Regions from separate parts of the Mus musculus genome. Here regions 1, 2 and 3 are each linked to region 4. Evidence: chromatin contacts called from public ChIA-PET and HiChIP or PLAC-seq data. All regions are on one chromosome and are shown on one strand. The core of a region is the stretch at or near the end of the contact, and the rest is flanking DNA. Distances in the headings are between cores, read along the strand shown.

Region 1 (6,091 bases), core at 1,587-4,086, 490 kb after region 4:
TGTATCCTAGTGATAACTCCAGGTCTGTGAACCATTCAAACAGCATTCATTTTGAGAAAAGCAACTTTAGTTTCAAGGATAATTTTAAGCTTCAAAATTAATCATTTAAAGTGTTTCTTTAAGAGAGCCATGTTAGAGGCTCACACTTTAGCTTGAAAGGAGTTGATGAATTAATTTTTTAAAGGGAACTTTTTACATGACGTTTGGAATAACAGCATATTGCTGACCAGTCAGTGTCATCTCCCGGGTGAATTTTGATGTCACGTTATAGTCAAATGAGTTAGCTGATGGTTTCTAGATTTTCTTCCTCTGAACCATGATGCAGTAGGTAAGAAGTTATTATGCGTATATACATATATACATTCATATACGACAAAGTAGGAGCTGTCCCCTTAGGATGCATAGCTGCCCCTAGGGTACGTAGCTGAACACTGACAATGGCGTTCTTCTGAAAGAGCCACGTTTGGGTTTTATTTCTTTGTCACATGATTTCTTTTCTGGATGGGTGCAAAGTATCACAGGAAGTGTTTTCTCTCTGTCGCCTTGTTTTGTACCTGGGTCTCGCTTTACTAGACCGTCTCTGCACAAAAGTTTAAAAACTGAACCGTATGCAGAGTTCCGAAGCAAGTCAAGTTTGTAAATGCATACCTAAAAATATTTAATAAACGATGCAGAATCCTATGCAGTGACTGGCTGGTGGCTTTCATTTGTCATTTCCTTGTGGCTTGAGAACGATTCCAGTGTTAGACTTTTCTCCCCATTGGGACTGAGTAAAACTATAGCTAAAAACTCATTTGGTTGCCAGATTAAATCAGGAAATGCTAACCTGATTTTAGAAAATAAACAATTGTTTATATCTCAAGAGAAATCAGTCAAACAAATAACAGAGGGAACTTCATACAGAATTCTCCTCAGTGACTGAGTGGCACCAGGATGTCAAAGGCACTTGGCATGACACGGTCCAGAATGCTCTGTTTAGTGTGGGCACCTTTAACTTGGCATTTTCCCCATGAAAGGAAGGATCACTAATCATTGGATTTGTTGGTCCCACTCCCCGGTGATCAGGCTCCTATCACAGAGCATTTATGATGTTTGTCTTGTACTAGGCTCATTCTTCCATCCAAATAGAGAAAATGTGGTCCTTCCTGAAGCATGGCTGGCTCCGGCTGCTCTTTTGACGCCTATTGACTGTGCTTTGGTAAATGGGACTAATTCTCACCCAGCTCAGAGAACTGGGTCAGGATTAAATTCCATCTCAATGGGTAGTTTCATAACTTACACTTTACTACATAAATTGGGTAACGTAAGTCAATTTTCCAGTCAGTTTAAAATTTTCCACCATAAGGTAAGCCTACGAGAGACACGTGGCTTTTTGTCTAAAACCAACATGGCTCCTGTACTCAATCCCATAATACTGTGCGGCCAGCAAGGACCTGCTCTTTGCCCTGGGCTTCGTCTTTGATCTCTCAAGCTCTCCAGCACGGCATGGCTGGCAGTGTACGTTGTGTCTCCCCACGTCCTAGCTGGTTCACTGGAAACTTCTGCATTGACATGTTTAGGTGGCAGCTTTTACAGGTTTGTCGTGTCTCATTTGAATCCTGTCACCAAAGATATAAATCTTCATTCAGTTTGCCAGCTTCAGCAGAAAATAATTGAAACTGGAATGTCACTCCGCCTTACTCGCTGCAGGTCCTACCTTGGGAATGTGGGCGTCAACACCAAAGCTGGTACAGTGTAGCTAAAACAGAATCTGCAGGTAACTCTCTCAGGGCCTCTGAGAGGGCCTTGATTCCACTGCCTCCTCCACACACCACCTTTTCCTACACCTCTGTTTCAAGGGTTGAGATCCAGGTCACCTTCAAAATTACCCTCCACCATCCCCCATGAGGAAGTAGCATTTCCAGGCTAAGCATTAGGTATGACAATGCAGTGTCCATGTGCAAGAAGAAAGCCTTTGTGGCTTTAGTTGCTTAAATGTTTGCCACCATAGCAGATCAAGTTTTGTTTGGGGGTTTGGTTTGTTGGTGGATTGGTGGATGGGATTTGTTGGTGGGTTGGTTTTTGGTGGGTTGGTTTTTGGTAGGTTGGTGGGTTTGGTTTGTTGGTGGGTTGGTTTTTGGTTGGTGGGTTGGAGGGTTGGTTTTTTTGTCCTCCTTAAAGGACTACATGCTCAGTCCACCAAACCAAAGAACAGTAATGAGCCTTAAAAGATGAGCCCTGGAGCCTTCAACAGGGAGAGTAACTTCCTGAGTGCTGGCTCCAACATAAACAGACACCTCCTGACTTCTGCAAGACAGAGCTAGCTCTTCCCAAGTCAGGTGCTGCCTGCCTTTCAGCACAGGGCTAGCCTACTTTAGTAGTCATCTCCTTCTCACTCTGTCCCTGCATAGGAAATTCTACCCACCGATCAGTCATTCTTTTTCAAACCTCTTTCATAAGAGACTCTATAAGCTAGAAAGCACTAAGTGTGAATACTGTATCAAGACTGAAAACCCTGTGGCAGAGATAAGCAACAGGTACACTCCTAACAGATCTGCCTTCCACACCGAGAGATCTTGTACAATACCTTTTACTTAGCCACATCTTTCAAAAGGTGAGCCAATCTCAACTCAATCAAGGGAGCTCCCTTCCAATGACTGTACTCATTGCTGTCCCAGAAGTCAAGTGTTTAGCCAAATCCACTTAACTCTAGTTCACTGATCACTTGTTAACAATCAACTGGGATGTTGGAAAACCCCCATAAAGATTTCGATTTTACAGAAAGTACCCAAAATTCCACTGATTTTGCATCACAAAGTGGTGGTTAAAGTACTGTTTTGAGTAAAACGCACTGTGTGTGGTTTTTGTGGGTGGCTTTAGCTAAGAATGACTATCAGACCTCAATTACCTGACAGGAGAGAGCTATGACGGCAATTATAATTAAGACAATTAGGATCATAACAAATACCTTTCCACCCTTAGCAATAGAAGTCAAGTATAGCATCCCAACACCAATTCAGAAACAACCAGCTCAACACACCAAACCTACCAACATGGACAATTTAGAAAACAACAGTGGATTGTATATGTCACAGCTCACACTATAGGATGGACTGCCTTAATGCTGGACTTCTGAATTCTTTTACGAGTCTCTACATTACTGGAGGTATGACTTGAGGAAAAAATAGCAAGCAGGCAACCTAAAATCCTTTTAAGGTCGTGACAAGCCAGTGTGGAAGAGAATCCTAACACCTAGAAGTGAAACTGCATCATCTACCCAGCCTGGAAAGAAAAAAGAAAGCTAAAAACCACCAGAGAGCAAGAAGGCAGAGTTTGAGAAAACCCCTAAGGTGAATTCTGAACAACAACAAAAAGAGTCCCACAACATGAGTGCGTGTTGTGTGCAGGAACCACTGGTGGAAAGAATTCGCCAGCACTTTTGTGATCACCTCAGAGAGAGAGAGAGAGAGAGAGAGAGAGAGAGAGAGAGAGAGAGAGAGAGAGAGAGAGAGAGAGAGAGAGAGAGAGAGAGAGAGAGAGAGGCCGGGCCCATTTCAATGGAACAATACAATACAGTACACACAAGTGCACAATCCAGGAATGTAAGGTCCTCACTGCTGAATAGCTTGAAGGCACTTCATGCCTTTTTAACATATATGTCACTTACAGGATCTCAGAAGTCTCTCCAGAAGCCTTCTGTGGAAGCTGTCTGGAAGATTTGGTGTTGTCACTGGGTAAGATACCTGGGACACACAAGGCTGGTAGTGGTTCTCAACCTTCCTGGTGCTTCCACCCATTAATACCATTCCCCATGGTGTGGTGACCCCAACCATAAATTTACTTTCATTGCTACTTCATAACTGTAATTTTGTTGCTGTTGTGAATCATAAGGTCTCAGGTGACCCCTGAGAAAAGGTTGTTCAACCCCCCAAAGAGGTCATAACCCACAGGTTGAGAACCATTGGTTCAGAGGCTAAAGGATTGTCTGGCCTCCACAGGCCACAGGGTAGAATAAAAAGACAGGGCCCTTGACAATGAGAATCTTTGTGCTAGCTCAACCACCTACATGTTTTGACTCTGAGAGAGTTAGTCATTTCAATTTTTAATTCTCCCCATTCTAAGAGTAGAGCGCTCTTTCCACTTCCTCCCACAGGTGGTAATGAGCGCAGAGATGCTATGCGGACACCAGGGGCCTGCTTGGTATGCTCCATCCATATTGCCCATTCCTTGTGCCTGACATTTTCTTCTCACACCTACCCACAATCTCAGCTAACTATTGCACAACCAAGCTACTTTCTGTTCCTACTAAATCGCTCTGCTGTTGTTGCTGTGGATCTTAAATCTTTATGTCTTCACATGACATGTTTGGGTCACATCCAGTCATTTTTATTTTAACTATGTTGTAACTATCAGTTTGAACTGAATAATTCATTAAAAAAAAAAAAAAAACTTAGTCACACAGTTCCCAACTTCCGGATAATCGCTCTTATATTTGTGATCACTGGTGAATTTAAAATCTGAGGTGTTTTTTTTTTAAATATCTGAAGCTATTTAACGTCTGGGATCATGGATTTCCTTAGCTTATGAACCTCCCAACCCTGCTAATGAAACAGTTCCTCTTGCATCTGACTCATCCACAGTTTCACTGTCTTTCACTTAACATTTAAATGTAAAGTCTGTGCCATATTGCATGTAACTGTGGAGACCCAGAACTTCCCTTAACAGTTTCAAGGAGCCTAAGAAATTTGCTTACACTCCCTCAGTGAACCTTCCCACTCTAGACCCTAAATCCGATTCCTATTCTGTTTCCTGTCCCATCTCCCTCTTACTCCACCCGTGATGTGGCTATGGTGCTCCTTCCTTCAGTGTCAGTGACACAGGGCAGTGTGAAAAATGGCACCATACTAGGGGAAGAGAACAACGAACAGGAAACCTGTGACAACAGAATGAGAGTTCCCTCCCTTCCTTCCTGGCCACTCAAATAACGAGTTCTCAGCCATTTATATTTGCCCACCATCTTGTTCGACAACAGCAAAACAAAGAAAACCCCCACCTTTCAGCTTCTTCAAAGAAGACATCCACGTGGAAAAGATGACCTGGATTTAACTGAGCGGAACTCTGAGCCTGATAGTCAAAGGCAACCACCCGCCTTCATCAACCATAGACAGTGAGCTAGGCACACCCCAGCTCAGATCCTGACCTTCCACCTCCCTTACCTACCCATCTGGGGATTTTTGTTGTTGTAGCTGTTGTGTGTGTGTGAATACACACCACACAGGTGCACATGCTCATGTGTGTATGTGGAGAACAGAGGATATCCTCTGTCCTTGGATGTCATCCGATATTTTAATTTTTTACATACGGTCTCTCTCTCTGGTCTACAAGTAGGCTAGGCTACTTATCCTGTAAGCTCTAGGGAGCTTCCTGTCTCTGGCTGTCCAGTGCTGAGAGTACACACCTGGCTTTTTCTTTTCTTTCTTTCTTTCTTTTTTTTTTTTTTAATAGAAGCAGCTGGGGTTAAACTCAGTCAGATTCCCATGCTTAGAAGGCAATGGCTCCGCCAACCCAAACTATGTCCCCAACTCGAAATTGAAAGGGTTTTTTAAGAACTAAGGGTGATACTAGTTTGTTTCCTTATCATCAGGATGGAGCACAGTTCCTCCCGAGTGAAGAAGCCCCATGCATGTGGGGAAGTCTTCCCTTCATCTACTTTAGAGTTCTGCAGTCAAGTTCAAGGAGGAAGACTTCCTGAAAGAAAGAATATGCCAGTCACCCCAAAAGAGAAGCATCCTACTAAACTAACAATCCAGCAGCTGCTACCAGATAACCACTCACTACTCAGAATGCCTCTCACCTCAGAGCTCAAAACCATAAACTAAGCTGATCCCTCTACACAAGCAAAGCCCTGCTCTTCTTTCTTGAGAAGAGACAAAACCGTGTTGTGACTTAGCTTAGCATCCAGGAATGTGAGAATTCAGACCCAGCTGTACCTCCAATGCTCCCTGCCATACCACTCCTCATCCAGGAACCCTTAAAGGGAACACTCCACTTGCTCATTGAGTCAGTTCTTAGACAGAGCACACCTTTGGTAGCATAAGAAAATTTTGGCCAT
Region 2 (6,154 bases), core at 1,468-3,967, 400 kb after region 4:
TTATTGTGTGGTAGTGGCTCTGTTGAGAGCTTATGAGCCCCAGCTCTGGCATACCCTCAGATACCATAAAGAAATTGTTTGGGAGTCAGAGCTAACACATGTATTAAGTATCCTTGCTTCCTGTGGAGTTGTGATTCTTGGTACCTTTCACAGTGATTCTTTACCATGATAGTAGTCTGTGTTTGTATCTCTGACAGAGTTGGAGTATAAGTCTGGGGTGGCTTATAAAAAGCTGTAAGGTATCCAGACTCTGACAATCTCTTGTTCAACAAAGACAAGTTTAACAAAGCAATGGTCAAAGGCTAGAGTGTCAGAAGCATGCCAGGCTAAGTATGGGGGCAGCAGCCGCAAGCACTAGTTGTATGACTTGGCAACTTATGCAACTTGTCCAAAGCTCTGTTTCTTTGTAGAGATAATAATGGCACCTGCCTATGGGGCGGCTGAGGGTTAATAGAGATAGTGCCATACTTGGGTGATGCCTGGCAAATTGGGACCTTTGCTGTTAACTGCCATATAATTTTCAGAAAGGGTCCCTAGGAAGTGGCAAATTCTCAGTTAATCACAGGTGCATGGAGAGCGGCCAAAGGTGTCACCATTGCCTTTACCTTGCTCCACTGGGGAAGACAGGCAGAGTCGTTTGGGTTAAGATGCCCCTCAAGTCCCAGAGCTAGTGTTAAAAGAGTAAAGCAAAGAGTAAAGGTGGCCTGTTCATCAGTGCTTGGAAACACCATTGTTGGCTCACTGCTCAGCCACATCTTTCAAATTCCCGGACTTAGCCCAAGGACTTAATTCATTTTGCAGCAGATAAGTGAAGCACGCCAACTGAACGACGTCATGGCTGTATCAGTCAGGGTCATGTCTTGTGAAAACAGTCAAATGGAAAAAAAAAATCTCACTTTCTGGATTTTCTCAGGGTCCAGAGTTAAGTGTAGAAGGTAGCCCAGCCACAAACGTACAAGTGTCTTTCTTTGGAAAAAAAAGATCAAAGTCCCACCACCACCCTGGCCCTAGGCTGCTCTGCCTGTGGCCATTACCCCATTCTGTACCTGAGATACCCACCAATGGGTTCCTCCAAACTGGGTGACCCAGTGCCTGGGCAGGTCCAAGCAGGCAGCTCATTTTCCAGGGAGCACCATGCTAGCAGAGTCCAAGAGCCTGCCTGTCCTTTGCTTACTGGGCTCCAGATCCTCATTTCAGATGAGGAAGGTCTGTGCCTGCCACTCACTCGTTGTCCTGGCTGTGGATCCAGGTTACAGGAAAGGTATCTGTCTCCCGTGATGATTTTTACCCAAGACCTCAGGCCCGTGGTTTACTTAGGGTTGTTGCCTCTTATACTTAAAAATTTTTAAAAATATCTGGCACACTACAGTTATCTTCCCACTTTCTGTAGGTTGCTTCCTCTCTCTGTTGGATCATAACCTCAGGGCGCCTCTTGTCATAGCATAAGCCGGGCTGCATTTCTTTGCAATGTCTCTCTCGGGTGGAGGTAGCAGGTGGCCAACAGGTTAATTAAGCAACAATTCATTTCCAAGATGGACTAGCAGGTAGTTGTATTATTTTGATTTGAGACCTATCTCACAGGTTCGTCAGCACCCATGACACTCAGTCCAATATGGGAAAACTGACCACAAAACAAGGATTATAGAATAGGATGGATCATCAACTAGGACTCCGGTTATAATTAACCACAAGCTGCTGTGGTCATGGAGAACTGGACTGAGCAATGTCATAGTTTTGTTTCTATTGTTGGGATGAATGCCATGACACAAGGCAACTCAGAAAGGAAAAGGTTTATTTCATCCTACTCTTCCATGTCACAGTCCATCACGGAGGGAACCTGGTGGCAGAAACTGAAGCGGAAGTCATGATGGACTGTTCCTTATTGGCTTGATCTGTTTGTTTTTTATACACCCCAGTACCAATGTCCCAGAATGGCACTACCCACTGTGGGCTGGGCCCTCTAATATCCATCATCAATCAAGAAAATGATTCCCCTTAGGCAACCCCATCTGAGATTCCCTCTTAGGTGACTCTAGCTTGGGTCAAGTTGACAAACTAACCAACACAAGCAGTAAGGAGAGAGGGGTCTTCTTGTGCCCTTCACAAAATCCTTTTCCTGTGTGAGCTCACTTTCTTCATTTGTAAAACATGAAGCGGGGTAGCTAAAAGGGTATTTTGTAAATCTGTGAATTAGTTCCAAGAGCTTGTGTGGTTCTAATGCCACCTCAAAGCGATCCCGTCTGCCCAAGTCTCTCTTATATAAGGTGTCTGTGTATCGAATCGTATTTGGGGAGGGTTATTATGCTGGGCAAGACACTGGATCCTGCTGCTTTCGCCCAGCTCCAGCTATAGTAAGTAGCCTATGATCTTGCTTCTCTTCTCCTTTGTTCTGTTTTGAACCTTAGCTTATAATGGCTGTCGTCACCCCACCCCCTACCCATACCCTCCACCACTGCTTGGAGATGGCTGAGGCCGGCAGCCACTTCCTCACCCTACCCCTGACCCCACTTCCTTCCCTCAAGCATGTCATGTGCAAACCTGCCATACCTCGTGTCTCAACTTGGTGAACGTCTGCCCCCTGAACAAACCCCGTTTCCTCTACTTTTCTAGCCTCTGTTCATGTCTGCCCACCAAGGCTGTCTTCCTGTTGGGCAAGAGTTTTCTGTGGCACTGCCACAAGCCTCTGACCTCCCCTGACCCTAGCACGCTTGTGTGCAATGTGCTGGGTTTAGGAACAATGATATCTATCTTGGCGATCTCTTCAGGTGCTGATGAGACAGTATGTATTAAAAGGGTTTTGGCATCCATCGTGATTTGGAGATAACAGAAGGGTGAGGACAGGTCAGTAAGGGGCAGGCAGATGCCAGTTCCCTCGGGTGACCAGGGATGTTCTAGAAGTGGCCTCATACGTATGTTACCGAAGTTCCCTAGTATTCTGGAACCCAAACAGGCTTGTCTCTTCTATAATATGTGCAGATTTGAAGAGTGGAACTTGATTAGATTTTTTAATGTTTTTATACCTGTTGTATGGCTACAATAACAGATGACCATACACCTAGATGCTTTGGGTTACCAACTTAAGTATCTAACAAGTTAAACATGAATCTTTGTAGAGTAAAATCCAGGTGCCAGGGAGGCTGTGTTCACAAGCTGGAGGCTACAGGGTCCCTCCACTTACTGGCCATTCGCAGGTTCTTCTTACCTGAGCTCCCAGCCTCCTCCTTTAATCATAGCAGCAAGGAACTGACTTCTCCTACCTCCTAGCTACCTTCTTCCATGTTAAAAGGACCTTGTGATATCAACGGGCCCCTGTGGTGATCCAAAGTTGTGTCAGTGTTAAAGGTTGGAGAGTTAGCAGTCATCCCATCGGCTACATTACTTTCTGGTGTAAGGTGCAGTGCGCATTGTCAGGACCCAGGGATGAGCACGCGCATATTTGAGAAACCCACTGTTTACGACATCCATGCAACTGCCGCTCTCATCACGATGGTCCTTCACCCCAGAACATTATCTTATCCCCCTTTTTAACTGTACTTGCCATCATTAGCCACGGAGACTGCCGCCATTGACATTTCTATTGCCATCTGTGTTTCTTACCGTGAGCTAGCTTTATATTGAAGGGTTCGCTCACACCCAGACGGGTGGTACGGAGGAAAAGAGTCAAAAAAAGTAAAATCTCCCTGTGACAACTCTTGGCCTGGGGGAAGAGACAATTCACCGAAATAGGTTCAGTGAAGAAAGCAGGCGTAGGGCCAGGTAGTGCTGAGGCTATAGGGGCTGTGTACCTGTTTGTCCTCATCTTCAGCCCCACATGATGTGAAAAAACATACTGCTTCTCTCTTCTTAGTTACCTCAGAAAGAAGTTTGGTGAATGTGAATAGGCCTGTGAAGAGGGGAAAGGGCCCAGTCTCTTAATGTCTAGATCTCACCATGGAGGAGGCAAGTGAATGGCTCTAGCAGACTCCAGCAGGTTGTCCCAGAGCCCTGTGTGGCTCCATGTCTTTCTTGTCCACTTGGCACACCTTGTTGTGTTGTTGAAGGCTTCTTTACTCGATTCATCATCAATGCTCAGTCCTACCCTCACGGGAGATGCCTGGCCTCCTTCCAGAGACTGGATGTCTTCCAGCTGTCTTTGTTTAATGTGGTCTTCTGAGACCTGAGCCTGTGCTCCATTATGCCCCTAAATCACCACACCTGCATGTGTGTGTCCCGGACCCAGGCGACCTTCTTCCTAATTAGTTGCAGTGTCCGGGGTGTGCTAAGGATTTAACATGTAATGTCTTTTAGGGTCCTGGGAATGAACGCTCAGCAGGAACTTGGTTAAGATGCTGCACAAAGGATTTCCTCCTGGCACCTAGTGAGGAAGTCAGTGCTGTTGACCTACTACGAGGGTGACTCTAAGTCATCTCTGGGCCTTCAGACTCACCAGGAAGTATTAACACTGTACTCCTTTTGCAGTGTGGAGAGTAAGGCACCAGAGATGTGTTTTCTGTGGTGACCCTTGATGGTGGAGCTAAAGCCTGGCAGTGGTCATGGGCTGTGCACTCCATGTGCAGAGGCAGCCCTTTCTTTCACTTGGGTACAGAGAAGTGGGACTGAGACCTGTGCCTTGCAGTGCCTTCTCTCTGAAGAGCCTCCCTTGAGACACCCCATTACCTTCTCCTTTTGATGAGAAAATGCAGAGCTCAAACCATGAAGGGTGGCAGTGGGGGAGGGGACACACGGCGCAGCTCTCCCATCTTCTGCACTCACTACCTCCTTGTTCTCTTCCTAAAGGACCTCCTGCTCCAGGTCCTCAAGGAGCTGACCAAGGTATAAATACTGCAAAATAAACAAGAGTGGCCAGTTGCAGACACATAGACAGAAGTCTCTGCCCTTCTCTCATTTCAGAAGAGCGTCCCTTACCCAGGAGGTGTCAGCTAACATCAGCTGGGCTACCTTCCCCCCACCCCCAAAGCTGAGTGAGCCCTGTGGTTTGCAGCAGGCTAGCTAGCTGTGTGCCACCTCTCCCTGTTGGGAGAGACAGATGACAAGCTCCATTTATTTATATATTTACTTAAGTGGGGTACTTTGTTTTCTCAAATGACCAGATTGTCTCCTGAATACTTCAATTGCATGGGTTACCCTGAGGGTCTGCCGTCAAGTGAACCCCACCCCCACCCCACAATGTCCTTTGATCAAGCAGTCTCTCCTGTGACCCTGGGTGAGAGAAGCTGTTCTGTGGCCTTGGGGAATTAAGGCTCTGCGGTTTGGTTCCCCATTCTCTCAGGGCTCATTTTATTTGTGGATGTGTTGACTTTGAGGGGAACCGTTAAATGTTGGTTTCTGATATTTAAGCAGTTCCTCCAGAATTTATTTATTTTCATCAAGTTTGCTGAATGTAAGAAGGATCTCATTGAGGGGGGTAGTCAAAAGAAGATATAAAACATTAGCTTCTTATCAATCTGCTGTCAAATGGCTATGGAATGCCTGCTATACGCCGAGCCTGGTCACAACATATGACAGTTGCTGGCCTGCATAGAGCTTACACTTCTGTACAAGACAATGAGCAGCTCCACAGTAATTACTGCAGTGAGATTTCACAGCATCTTGCTATTGCGAGAAGAGGACTGGCCATTTGAAAAGAAGCAGTTGACCTGGACGTTGTTTCGGGATGCCTTCATTAAGGCAGAAAGTAACCTGAGTGGGGAGACAAAAAGATGAGGAGGGTCTAGCTGTGGAAAGATTCAAGTGGCGGCATTGAGTGGCTGCCACAGAGCTGTTTGCCAGAAGACTCGGATTTTTTTCCTAGGGTTAAAAGAAGGAGTGAGTAGGTGATCATTAGGGTGAGTGCTGAATTACCGTGTCTTTTTCTCACCACCCTGTCAGTTCATGGTGAGTGGGGATTCAGGTCCCTGTGTTCGTTCTTTCCTGCATCTCTCGTACTTGACAATGTGCCCAGCTCATGACAGGTGCACAATAGCAAGTGGGTGAGTGGATAGAGTAGGAAAAAAGAGAAAAGTAACTGAAAGGCAGTAAAGGGCAGTGGTGGGTGCTCCAGATGTAAGGTTAGTTGAAGAGTCATGGTCTTACAGGACTCAGTGATCACCCAGTCAGGAAGACAGAGATGGGCCTAGATTCTCAGGAGTGACTGCAGGGAGCAAGTCAGAATCAG
Region 3 (5,813 bases), core at 2,472-4,971, 380 kb after region 4:
TTTAAACTGAAAGTTCAATGAAACAAATGACTAATAGGGAAAAGAGACTTAGGCTAGGTTAGTCAAAGATAGATAAATGACGTTTCTGTTGACTGTACATCTTTAAATGATATTTAAAATATTAATATGTTGCCAGGCGTGGTGGCATATGCCTTTAATCCCAGCACTCGGGAGGCAGAGGCAGGCAGATTTCTGAGTTCGAGGCCAGTCTGGTCTACAAAATGAGTTCCAGGACAGCCAGGGCTATACAGAGAAACCCTGTCTCGAAACAAGCAAACAAACAAACAAACAAAATGTGTATATGTGTTATTAAAATAATATTTAAACAATATTAATTTGGGCAAATGTCCTTGAATGGACCATTAAAAAAAGAGAGAGAGATTTGCTTCCTTTATGTGCATTATGTGCCTGTGTGAGTTTATATACATAATATGCATGCAGGTACCAACAGAGGCCAGAAGAGGGCATCAGATCCCTTGAACTGGAATTACTCTTGTAAGCCACCATTTTTCAGTTTCAGGATCTAAACCTGGATCCTGTGTTTAAAAAACAAAGAAAGAAAGAAATAAACAACAACAACAAAACCCTCTTCTTTCTAGCTCCACAGAGTTCATTTAAAGGAGCCCAAATGTGTGTGTGCGTATATGTGTGTGGTACAACTTTTACATACGAGTGGCTTTTTCTTTCATTTTTCTGTCCTTTAAGTTAGGATCTTCCTGGGTGGTGCAGGCTGACCCTGATTCCTGGATTCAGATAGTTCTTTGCCCTCATCTTTCCTAGCAGCAGGATTACAGGCACAATTATGATATTATGCTAGACTAGAAATGGCATTTAAAATGATTGTTTTTATTTTAAAAATTGTGTGTTTATGAGATAGGTCTCTCCATGTAGTAGGCTTACCTGGAATTCACTGTGTAGACCAGACTCCTGATGATCCTCCTGCCTCGGCCTCCTTAGTTTTAAGCCCTTTAACCATTTTTAACATCCCATTCTGCCTGAGTCTTTCTTTCATTGTGAGCGTACTGAATGAGGCCTTTTTTGGAACTATGTACCTATGAACACAGACTCACACTCATTTTGATCCAAACTTTGTTCAGGTTAATTCATATAATAAAAGGTTTTTCCCCTCTGTCTATATTCGACCTGATACTTTCTTGGCTTTACATTTAAATTCAGAACATATACTCTTAGAGTATCTTCCTATATCAGAAAAGGTTGTTTCTCTCTAAGGATAGATGTGTTCTGGGCCAAGACACTGACTTAGCAAACACAGGATGGGTTAGACTTTAGCCTCTGCTCACTCTTCCAGCCTGGAACCCTGTCCCTTGCATAACCCACTGCAGGGGCCCTTCTTTCTGCCCTCCAATCCCTACTTGACCCAACACACACTTCAAAGTTTATTATGCACAGAGATTTGTGGCAATGAGTTACTCACCCGTGCCAGTGGCAAAGTCTATTGCTTGTCTGAGTAGTCACATGCACACATGAGTTCGTGAGTCATGATATATTGAGACTGCTGTTAAGTTTTATCTGGGTGTGAGAATGGCTGGATTCATGGGCCCTTGCCCTTGTTGGGGTACACTTCCTGCTAGTGCTATATGCACAGTGTCAGGTCCCTGTGTTGCCATGGTAGCAGTGGTCTTAGATCGCCTGTGGTCAGATCAGTTGATCTAAATATCCACTTGGTCAGGCAGATGTTCTACCAGCTGATCCACATGCCCAGCCACCTCCTCGTGTGTGTGTGTGTGTGTGTGTGTGTGTTTTATAAAAGCTTTACTAATTGAAGAAATCTAAGAATTTCTGAGGTTGTTTTCAAAAAAAGAAAAAACTTGAATGTCTAGCAAGGACAAGAAGCTACATGTAAGAACAGAGTCTATGGCTTCCCAGTGAAAAGGGGTTGGGCTGGGGAAACCACTTGTTGACAAAGGTAATGAGGAGATATCTCTAGATAATAGTCAGACAGACAGTCAGACAGATAGACAGATCAGTATAAGGAGATAAGAGTTTGTGAAGAGTTTTCTGGTGACCTGTGCTTTCAAGGAGTGGGCATAGGATTACAAGGTTAAAAACTAAACATGAGGCCCCCAACATGGGAAGATTGGTTAACAAGGCCCAGAGGAATGTGAACAGGATCGGGTCCGCGAGACTGAAGAGCACTGTGTAAGAGAGCATAGAGAGCCCGGATGAGAATTGAGATTTAAATGAGAAGCAATGTACCACACTAAGGAGACTCAAAACTATCATTTAGGGCTCTAACTCTGTCATCAGAGGGTACGTAAGAGACAGTCAGTAATTCACAGTTAATCTACTGGCTGGGCGTTATGGTACACACCTTTAATACCAGCACTTGGAAGGCAGAGGCAGACAGATTTCTATGAGATCAAGGCCTCCCTGATCTACACAGTGAGTTCTAGGATGGTTAGAGCTAAATATAGACAGAGACACTGTTTCAAAAACAAGAACAACAAAAAACCAATTTGGGGTAACCCCAGTCCATGGGAAGTAGATGAAGGAGGAGGGAGCATTCAGTGTAAACCGCTCCACCATAGCAAGTTTAAAGGCCATGAGCCCCGGCCTCACTAAAAACAGGCGCTAGTAATATAGCTCTTAACTCATGTGCACAAGGGCCTGGGTTCCGTCCTCCTCACTGAGGAGGAAAATAAAAAGATACAAATGTGCTAAGTAGCAAATCTGTAGTGTTAACAATGCACAGCTCGAGGATTGATACAGGTAATGAAACTGCAGGTTGTATGAGAGCTATTAAAACAGCTATTTTTTCTGCTGTTGCCATGGAAACAAAAATAAATGTATGTGGAGTATGGGTGGATTGGCTTCACTGTAGTAAGTTTTGTCCTGTCTATACATGCGTCACAATATCATGTTGCATACCTTAGGTATACACAATGAAATTTATTTCTTGAAAAGGTTATATAGCAATGATATGGGGATGAGGTAGTAAGCCCCACCTTCTGATGACTCCGAGAACAACAATACTAGCTAAGGAAAGGATCTATAGGGGGCACAGGGGAGCCAACTGCATGCTAGAAAAACCTTCTTTATCTTTGTGTAGGTGACAGTTATGTGATTGTGTACATGGTTACACACTGAGCTCGAGGTGTGTTTTAACAAGTGATAAAGGAGGGGGGGAGGGAGAGAGGGAGGGAGGGAGGGAGAGAGAGAGAGAGAGGGAGGGAGAGAGAGAGAGAGAGAGAGAGAGAGAGAGAGAGAGAGAGAGAGAGAGAACGAGCCTAGACCTTGTTGGGACCCTGATGCAAGAGAGAAGAGGGATAGACTGCAGTGGGTGAAACTGACACCCTCTGCTGGGGCCAAGTCTGGACCCTGAGACTGAGCTGGCAAACTGAGTCCAGCTGAGAGGAGGGCAGACGTCCCTGCTGTCTCTGGAGGCTTTCTGTCCCAGGAATGAATAGATGCTCTGAGCCACCACGGGTGAGGGAATAAGGAAGCGTGGGGTGGCTCACAGGGATGAGACTGGCTCACTGCTGAGGTGGAATCTGGGGTTCTGGCAAGACGCCCTGTTTCTCAGAGCATCCGTCCTGACAGTGATGGAGAGGCAGACAGAAGCTGTTTTTCCTTGCAGCTCTTTATCTTATTCAGGAATTATGAATATTAGCTCCGTGTTTTCACACACTCATGACTCATGTGCTTTGTCGGAAGATGAGATGCTGCAATGAGGTCTGGTCAGCCACTCCTGATAGAAGCACTTTCTTTCTCTCCCTCTCCAGGGAACCAGGACACCAATGAGTAACTGGATCGGGTGTGGATAAGCTGTAGGCTTTAGCCAGTATGCGTGGACATAGCCTTCAGGTTCTAGCTTATGCTCCCTCTGCCTCACCCCTTTCTGAGACGACCAGGACCCCAGTCTGACCCACTACATGGTATCAGGCCTATGGTTCCAGGGACTGTTCTTCTAGCATGGAGTTGCCTTGAGAGATTCCTGCTTTGCCCCAAGCTTCTTTTCTCTGGAGGAAATAATTTAGAGCTAGGGTTGTGTCTGGGACCAGCTGAGGACAGGAACCCTAAAGACCCAGGGAAGGTGACTCAGAGTTTGGTCTTGCTGGCGAGAAGCCGGTTTAAAGTAGTAAATGACCAGCTGGGAGGCAAGTCTGCCCTCAGTTAGAACCGAAGTGGTGGTTATTAATGATTGCTGAAATAAACGCTGTGATCCATGAAAGACAGGGTCATCCTAACTGGAACTCACTGCCCATTACCACTTCCTGTTCTGTATGACGTGCACGTTCTCATGAAGGACAGCGTGCTGTGGCCAGATGGGTTTCCTGCTTTGTTCTTGCCAGTGCAGGTTGTCAGAAGGACAGCAGAGAGATACAGGCAGGGCTGTGTTTTAGGCTTGTGTTTAGAGTGCCATCGACCTACTCTGATTCGTTCACTGTCTTTATATCAAAAGGAAAGCAGCTTTCAAGTCCTGTATTGTGTGGGGTTCAAAATCTGTCTTTCAGTTCACGTTGCCCTGTCTGTTGTGTCAGCGAGCAGACAGGGACTTCTGAACCCTCGCAGCTTTAAAGCAAGACTTTTGTTTGTTTGAAGTCATATTAGCTGTTTAGTTATTTCCATGGGGAGTCCATTTCTGAAGTCATGAAAATAATTATTAAAAAATAGTAATGATTGGACAAGTGAGCCATAGGATGACACCCGTGTAGCAGGTACTCGGCAATGAAAGTATGCTAAGCCGGTAAGCAGTCAGTAGCTAGGTCCATCTCACACACACTAGGCTGAATGAAAGAAGTCAGTGAGTGTACAGACAGCAACACACTCTAAATTGTATCTATCTGGTTCTTTGGAAAGACAAATGGTGATGAAGACCAGATCGGCCCACAGGGTCAGGGGTCACAGGAGGATTTGGTCAAGTGTAGGAGCACAGGGGAGTATTTGGGGGCATAGGGGTGTTGTGTGTCTTCCTTTCCTGGCAGTCACACAACTTTATATGTGTGTGAAAAATCTATCCAACTGAATACCCAAAGAGACAGTTTGGTAGCATGTGTCAATTGTAAAAATTAGGAGAAGTGAAAAAGATAGGCCTAGTGAAAGGGCCACAGCCAGCTAGCATCCAGCTTGGCTTCCGAGGCTTCCTCTGCAGGATTCCCTTTCATTCAGTGTCTCATCTGAGACTGGCAGCTCCCCTGTGAGGTGTGTACACGTGAACTCTGTGCTGTAAGATGAAACACACTCAAGGAAGTGATGGGTCGGAGCTACAGTTAAACTTCCCATGCTGTCCATCTTTACTGTCTATCACGGAGTAACCTCTTCAGATCCCAGGAGTCACTTGATAGCAGTCACATGCTTCTGTGGGCTGAAGCTCAGCGAAGTGACACTTTCACCCCATGTGGTCTTGACTGGGGCTGAATTCATCAGGAAGTTGGGACTAGAGTCGTCAGCATGGCCACTTGTTTGGCTGTGAGGGTTGGTTCTCAGCTTGAGCTGGAGGGTACTGGTTTTCGGTATGTGGGGCGCTTCTTTCTATAACATGGTGGCTGGGTTCTTTGAGAAGTGCTCGAAGCAATAGAAGTTGAAGCTGTCCATTATTTTCCCCCACTACGATTTATTTTCATTTTTAATTATGTGTGTAATTTTATGAATCTGTGTATGGGCCCGTCCATGTTTAACCTGTCCATAGGTACAGTAGGAGTCCAGAATAGGGCATTGAATCCTCCAGAGCTGTAGTTACAGGTGCTTGTAAGATACCAACCATGGGACCTGGGATTGAAACTCTCAACCACTGAGCCATGGCTCTAGCTCCCATTCCCTCTCCTACCAACACCCAGCTGTGCATCCTTTTA
Region 4 (5,772 bases), core at 1,385-3,884:
ATAACTAGGTTTTATATTGTAGCCCAGGTTAGCCTCAAACTTGGAGACTATCCTCCTGTCTTAAAGACATCTCAATAGATTAACAAGAATCCTTGTCCTACATTTGAATCATCCTCTAAGAAGATGAAAAAGATCACAGACAACTCTGTGACCTACTGAAGGTATAGCTTCAAGCCCTGCTCCCATAGGAAAGGGCACATGTGACATCTCTGTTAGTGGCTATGGCACTTGTCCTATAAATTGCTTTGAGCCTGATGTCAAGTGTGGCCAGAGATTGCACTTTGATCCTGATCACTTAGATGACTCTAAAACAACAACAACAACAACAAAAAAAAAAAAAAAAAAAAAAAACTAAAACCCATGATGGGTGTTCCAATGACCATGTTATGGCTACAATGTAAAACCTAATTATAAAATTCTAGGGTCTCATTTCTTCCCTGGTCTATTAAAGTCATCTTTTTAAACTATGCTATTCTCTATATCCCCAATTGTTCTTACTGTCATTGCTACAGTTTGAAGACAGGTTTCTAATTATTTCTATTGCTGCTTAAAACTAGAACTAAGTAAGAGGTGATAAAAATGAAAACTACTATGAAGATAGAACCAAGACTTGAGCACAACTATCTCCTTATTATGCCGGCCGGGGGGATGGGTGGGAGGTAAGGACGCTCTCTGCTTGCTGCTTGGATGCTCTGTTAGATTACCAATAAAAGTTTGTCGAGGAGTCAATTAGTTCTAGTCATTTTAAGCTTAAGGATCCTATAAGTCAGAAAGTAAAAGCATCCTATATTCATAACTGAAGTAGAGAAGAAGCTAAGGGCTGGAGACTGCCATCCTAGTCCTTTATGTCTGAAACCATATTGGCAGGGGAAGGTCATGCACCTGACCTGGCTATGCCAAAGGCTGAAGGAGGAGGATCCGTTAAACCTACACATCGAGTACAGGCCTTGGCAAAATATCAAGATCCTATCTCAAAATAATGATAACTTCTGGATCCTGGTTGTCTAGTTAATGTTTCTATTGCTGCAACAAAACCCCATGACAGACGATAAATCAAGATAGAGTCACTTGTCACCAAGCTGAAACTAACCTGTCTATGTAACCTTTTGCAGAAATAAAGAACTAAAGAGATAACAGACAAATATCCCAGGATAATAAAATTCCTCTGCCTTAATCTTAGCACACAAACATTACTCTGGTGCTAAGCAATGATTTATTTTCCTACTGTTCTGTATTCCTGCCCATGCCTTACAGGGATAGAGTAACTATGAAAGGACCATTCTTCTTTTGTTTATTGCTTCTGCTTTTCCATCTCTTCTCTTCCTATACAACCAATGCTACGCTCAGAAAATCAGAATGCTTATTCTACCTTACAGGGTGAAATGTTGTCCTTTTTCTAGAATTGAAAATAAAGCCAATTAAGACATTTAGATGCAGTGGTTCATGCAAGTAGTCCTAATAATCAAGAGGATGGAGAGTTCAAAACCACACTGGGTTTCATACTAATAACCTGTCTTGAAACAAATCTAGCTAAATACACACACACACACACACACACACACACACACACACACACACACACCTAAGTATATAGAATATATTTATTTATGCACACATACATTTGTAATTTTTTTCTCTAAAACACAAAGATGAAAAACCTAAGATCCTGCATTTTGTAAAGCTGCCCCGTTTGTATGGATCTGTAACAATTCCAGAAGCTAGAGTAATTTGGTGACTTTCATAGATAACTCAGGAACAGCCTACCTGCAAGCTACTCATCAACTACTCCCTTCTTCCTCTGAAACCTCTAAGAAGAAATGCCTGCTCTGCCGTGAAGGCCCTTTGTCTGCCTGTCTGTCTGTTTGCCTGTGTCATCAATGTATCTTCTAATGAATCTCTTATAAGGACAATCTATTTCAGTGTCCCCCTTTAGCCTCCAAACTTTTGGTCAACAAGAGTGGATGCCCTGTGGGACCCTATTATCACAGAAAGCAGTGAAGATAGAAAATTAGAAGAAGAGGAGGAGGAGGAAGAGGAGAAGGAGGGGGAGGAGGAGAAGAAGGAGGAGGAGGGGATAGAGGGAGAATAAGAAAAAGAAGCAAGACAAGCAAAATGGGGAGATTTGGCAATGTTAACATTTTCCACCAGATACAGAAACTCTGGCGTGATCAGTGAGTGACTCTACTCAAAACAGGTTTTTGTTGTTTTGTATAATGGGACAAGGTGAGCTTACAAGGAGAGGACCTTATCAAAAACAAATTCTGTGCCAGTCACCCAACTTCTCCGCGGGTTCTAGATCTTTATATTCTCTGGACTGTATTTTCTCCCTCAGCTTAGACGATACATTTCCAAACACCTACTAAACCCTCAAAGGCTGAACAAACAACCAGGCTTCACAAGGTTCCCCAGAAAAAAACGAAAACATTTCAAGTTCTCCAAATTTTGTACCTTTTGTGGTTCTGAAATTATCAGCTATGTATCTAGTTTAAAACAGTGGGATCCAGAGGAAAAGCACCCCAACGACGCTGAGGGAGGTATCTCCCTCACCTGCAGCCTGTTGGGACGGAAAACTACAACTCCCATGAGGAAGTAGGGCCGCAGAATCCACAACTCCCAGCATCCTCCCGGAGGCCCAAAATGGTCAGGCGAGTAGTCGAAGCGAGACCATAAATGTCTGCGGAAGGTGTGGAGAAGCTTTCTCTCGAGATAGCAGCATCTGAGGAGGAATCTGTAGCCCCGACAGAACAACAAGATGTAGCGTGCGGCCTGGAGAACTTGCCTGTGAGCTTGTGGCCTTTGGGGGCGGAGCCCAGGCCTAAACCTTTCCAGGTAGAGGCAGGGCTAAGTGGCTGAAAGGGCTGGGGGTGGTGCCCTTTTCTTTGGGGGCGGAGCCAGAGGGCGGCGCTAGAGGGCTGTCCCTTTCCCCCGGGGGCGGGGCCAGTGCCCTTTATATGGGGGCGGAGCTAGAAAGCAGCTCACCGATCTTAGGGGCGGTGCTAAAGGGCCTGTCTATTTCCCTTCTCTCCCCAGGCGGGGCCAGCGCTGTTCTAGACTGGGTTGGAGGGATGTCCTGTAGCCCCACAGGGGCTGACTACAAGACTCCTCTTAATTCTCACCAAGGGGAGCCTGCACCCTTCCATGTTGGGGCGGAGATAGAGGCCTGCGGACAGCCTCCATGGAAGGAACCAGAGAGCTGCTTATATCTTGAGTAGTTGAGGCCAATGCCCATGTAGAGCCAGGTCTAAAGAGCTGGGGGGAGTAGGAAGCTGGGGGGGGGGGGGGTGAGTAGGAAGGGGATTGTTTCACACTTCGCTGCAGAGCAGAATTCCAGGGCTACTCACTGCCCCCGGGGGCGCTAGAGCTCTTTCCTAGAAGCCAAGAAAGAGAGACACATAGCTCCCCCACGTGGTAGTAATTGTCAAATTGGCTGTAACAACAGGCTTCTTCCCCCCCACACACACACACACACCCCACCCCACCCCCGATATTTTTATTTTTTTTTTATTAGCACACGGGGTATCTAGTTTAACTATGGCATTTTTAAAATGTTCATTAGCAAATGTTGATTATACATAATAATGAGTTTTGTGATGACATTTTTCCACATATGCACAGAAGGTGTTTTGATGATATGCACCACCACCCTCTCTGGTCCCTCACCCTCTCCCAGTAATCCTTCACCTTCCTGGCTAGTGCCCCTTTTATCTTTCATCTCGCTGTGGTGAGTGTGTGTGTGTGTGTGTGTGTGTGTGTGTGTGTGTAGGAGACAGAGAGCCAATGAGTTTCATCAAGGTTGTTTACTGGAACTGCAGTCTTCTTGACGTCTTACTATTATTTACTCTTTGAGAATCCCATACAATATGTTTGTCATCCTTTTTCCCTCCCCCAAATCCTCACAGATCCTTGCCCACCTCGCAATCTACCCAATTTCATGTTCTTTCTCTCTCGAGGGGGAAATAAGCTGTTGGTCTGAAAGAAAAGTTCTTAAATGGACAGAATTTAATATTTTTCTTTGAACCTGTAATAAGACCTTAACAAGGATTCTTACCTTATACTGTCTGTAAAATAGCAGTTCCCTAACATGTGTGTGGCAGAGGCGTGACTTTTCAGAAAGCTTTTTCCCCCTGTCTGGCTTGTACTCAGAACTTACTGAGGGATCAGAGAAAACCATCTCCATGTCTGGTCTCGGCTATCTGACATGTAAGAAAGGCTTGGTTATGAATCTCAGCCCCTGGAGTCAAACTTAGCTGAGGTCTCCGCCATGCTGAGAGATCTTGGACACACATAAATTAACTTCTTCAGATCCTCAGAAGCCCTAGAGTTTAAGTCATAGACCCTCTTCTCAGCTGCTTGGGAATTACTGTTCCTAGTGCTCTGTAGGAACTCAATAAATGGCTGCTACCTCAAAGCCCTACTCCACCCTTCAACCCCTCAGACCATGGCCTAAGTTGCTTATGGAATAGGGAAAGACCAAAGATGCTGGCAGAGGGGTGCCCCCTCGGATGTCAGACTTAAGAGTATGACTTCAGCATCTTACCTACTCCACAGAGTTTGTTGTTTTCGAAGTGAAAATAACTTTAAAATTGTATAGCTTTCCCCCATCCAGAATAAGAACAAATTAGGGCTGCTCTTTCTTCCTTCTAGGATTTTATGAGCAGAAAATGGGATAATACATTCTATAGCAGATTTCAAAAGGTGAAGCAGGATTTCAATGTGAGAAATAGCGCCCTCTCATCTATGACTCATAGCCAGCAACACACATCTGCATTTGCATTGACAGTTTATTAATAACACAAGTAGATAATACTCCATGTACCAATGAGCTCTTAAGGCTTGGTCAAGATCAAACATTCCAGGATGTCTGCGAAGACCACCTATTTTTTTTCTTTATTCATCAAATAGTCGAGTGACTATAATATACCAGGCACTGTATTAGACGAGGCCTAGAAGATGACATCATTTGATTGAAGAAGACAGCATCCAGTTGCTTTTTTTTTAAGCTAGAAGTATCTAACATGAAAGAAAAATATTGCTCCATTCTTAAGTAACTCCAATAAATACTCATTAAGAACTAAAAGTATGCCAAGTGATGAGTTGGAATACAGAGAATAAGAAAACATGCCCCCTGCCCTCAAAGCACTAACAGTGTGATGATCCTACACTCAATTTTAGCTCGTTGTGCTACTGAATAAAAGTGTGTGTGTGTGTGTGTGTGTGTGTGTGTGTGTGTGTGTGTTTCTTTGCCATCTTCTCTAAGGCCTATCTATAAAAACAGTTGGTCTAATGCAATCTCTTAATTTAGCCTACTTTATTTTATGTGCAAAAAAATAACTAAGAATAACTTAATTAGCTAGACACTTGCCTATAATCTCAACACTAGATGTGGAAACAGGAGAATCGTGAATGTAGGAGCCAAGCTAGTCTTCATAGCAAGACCCCGTCTCCAAAGCTAGTTCCTAAGAAAGTAATTCAATGACAAAGTGCTTTATGCTCAAGTTCCTGGGTTTGCTCTCCTGCAGCATCAAGAAGTTGAAAGATTCTCTATAAGTATCTTCTTTAAACTCCTTACAGTCATTAGTGTCCATAAACTCAGGGGATTTGATGTACTAATCATAGTTTCCAAATTAAGTCCTGGTCTATTTTTTAAGAGGAGGGAGAAGGGGAGAAGAAGAGCCACGTGATTGATTCTTAGGCCAACCATTGAGGGCATACATGAAAGTCTTGAGAATAAAACTATTGGAGAAGGATATTCCTGGGGTTGTAAAATGAGAT

Evidence for each region. ChIA-PET counts read pairs in DNA pulled down with a chosen protein or histone mark. HiChIP or PLAC-seq counts read pairs in DNA pulled down with a chosen protein or histone mark.
Region 1: an RNA polymerase II ChIA-PET map of memory CD8 T cells shows a contact between it and region 4, with 46 read pairs. The contact joins the enhancer-like site here to the promoter of Setmar in region 4. A contact is called at or near these places in 2 of 39 promoter capture datasets (embryonic stem cells and pre-B cells) and 3 of 115 datasets of contacts at active chromatin or transcription factors (embryonic stem cells and memory CD8 T cells).
Region 2: an RNA polymerase II ChIA-PET map of memory CD8 T cells shows a contact between it and region 4, with 13 read pairs. The contact joins the enhancer-like site here to the promoter of Setmar in region 4. A contact is called at or near these places in 2 of 39 promoter capture datasets (the C10 cell line and embryonic stem cells), 4 of 115 datasets of contacts at active chromatin or transcription factors (embryonic stem cells and memory CD8 T cells) and 1 of 9 other capture datasets (embryonic stem cells).
Region 3: a contact with region 4 is called in an HNF4G HiChIP or PLAC-seq map of pancreatic cancer cells. The contact joins the enhancer-like site here to the promoter of Setmar in region 4. A contact is called at or near these places in 1 of 39 promoter capture datasets (embryonic stem cells), 9 of 115 datasets of contacts at active chromatin or transcription factors (double positive thymocytes, embryonic midbrain, embryonic stem cells and 2 more) and 1 of 9 other capture datasets (embryonic stem cells).

The regions. Positions count from the first base shown.
Region 1 is chr6:108,550,430-108,556,520 of GRCm38.p6, forward strand. Itpr1 (inositol 1,4,5-trisphosphate receptor 1) reads left to right here. Exons shown (of 62, transcript NM_010585.5): 62 at 1-687. Among named protein-coding and RNA genes, the nearest start is that of Gm44040, 18 kb to the left of the region's middle. Within about 2 kb of position 2,837, at least 38 of the 459 cell types and tissues checked have an H3K27ac peak or open chromatin away from gene starts, as enhancers often do. A contact at or near this core is called in memory CD8 T cells, where this site is marked.
Region 2 is chr6:108,463,689-108,469,842 of GRCm38.p6, forward strand. All of the region lies in intron 44 of Itpr1 (inositol 1,4,5-trisphosphate receptor 1), which reads left to right. It overlaps Gm35165 (a long non-coding RNA gene), which reads right to left. Exons shown (of 5, transcript XR_869349.3): 2 at 4,657-4,821. Among named protein-coding and RNA genes, the nearest start is that of Gm35165, 5.8 kb to the right of the region's middle. Within about 2 kb of position 2,718, at least 72 of the 459 cell types and tissues checked have an H3K27ac peak or open chromatin away from gene starts, as enhancers often do. A contact at or near this core is called in memory CD8 T cells, where this site is marked.
Region 3 is chr6:108,441,035-108,446,847 of GRCm38.p6, forward strand. All of the region lies in intron 44 of Itpr1 (inositol 1,4,5-trisphosphate receptor 1), which reads left to right. Among named protein-coding and RNA genes, the nearest start is that of Gm35165, 29 kb to the right of the region's middle. Within about 2 kb of position 3,722, at least 102 of the 459 cell types and tissues checked have an H3K27ac peak or open chromatin away from gene starts, as enhancers often do. A contact at or near this core is called in forebrain and pancreatic cancer cells, where this site is marked.
Region 4 is chr6:108,062,411-108,068,182 of GRCm38.p6, forward strand. It overlaps Setmar (SET domain without mariner transposase fusion), which reads left to right and starts at 2,635. Exons shown (of 2, transcript NM_178391.4): 1 at 2,635-2,829. The coding sequence starts at 2,671.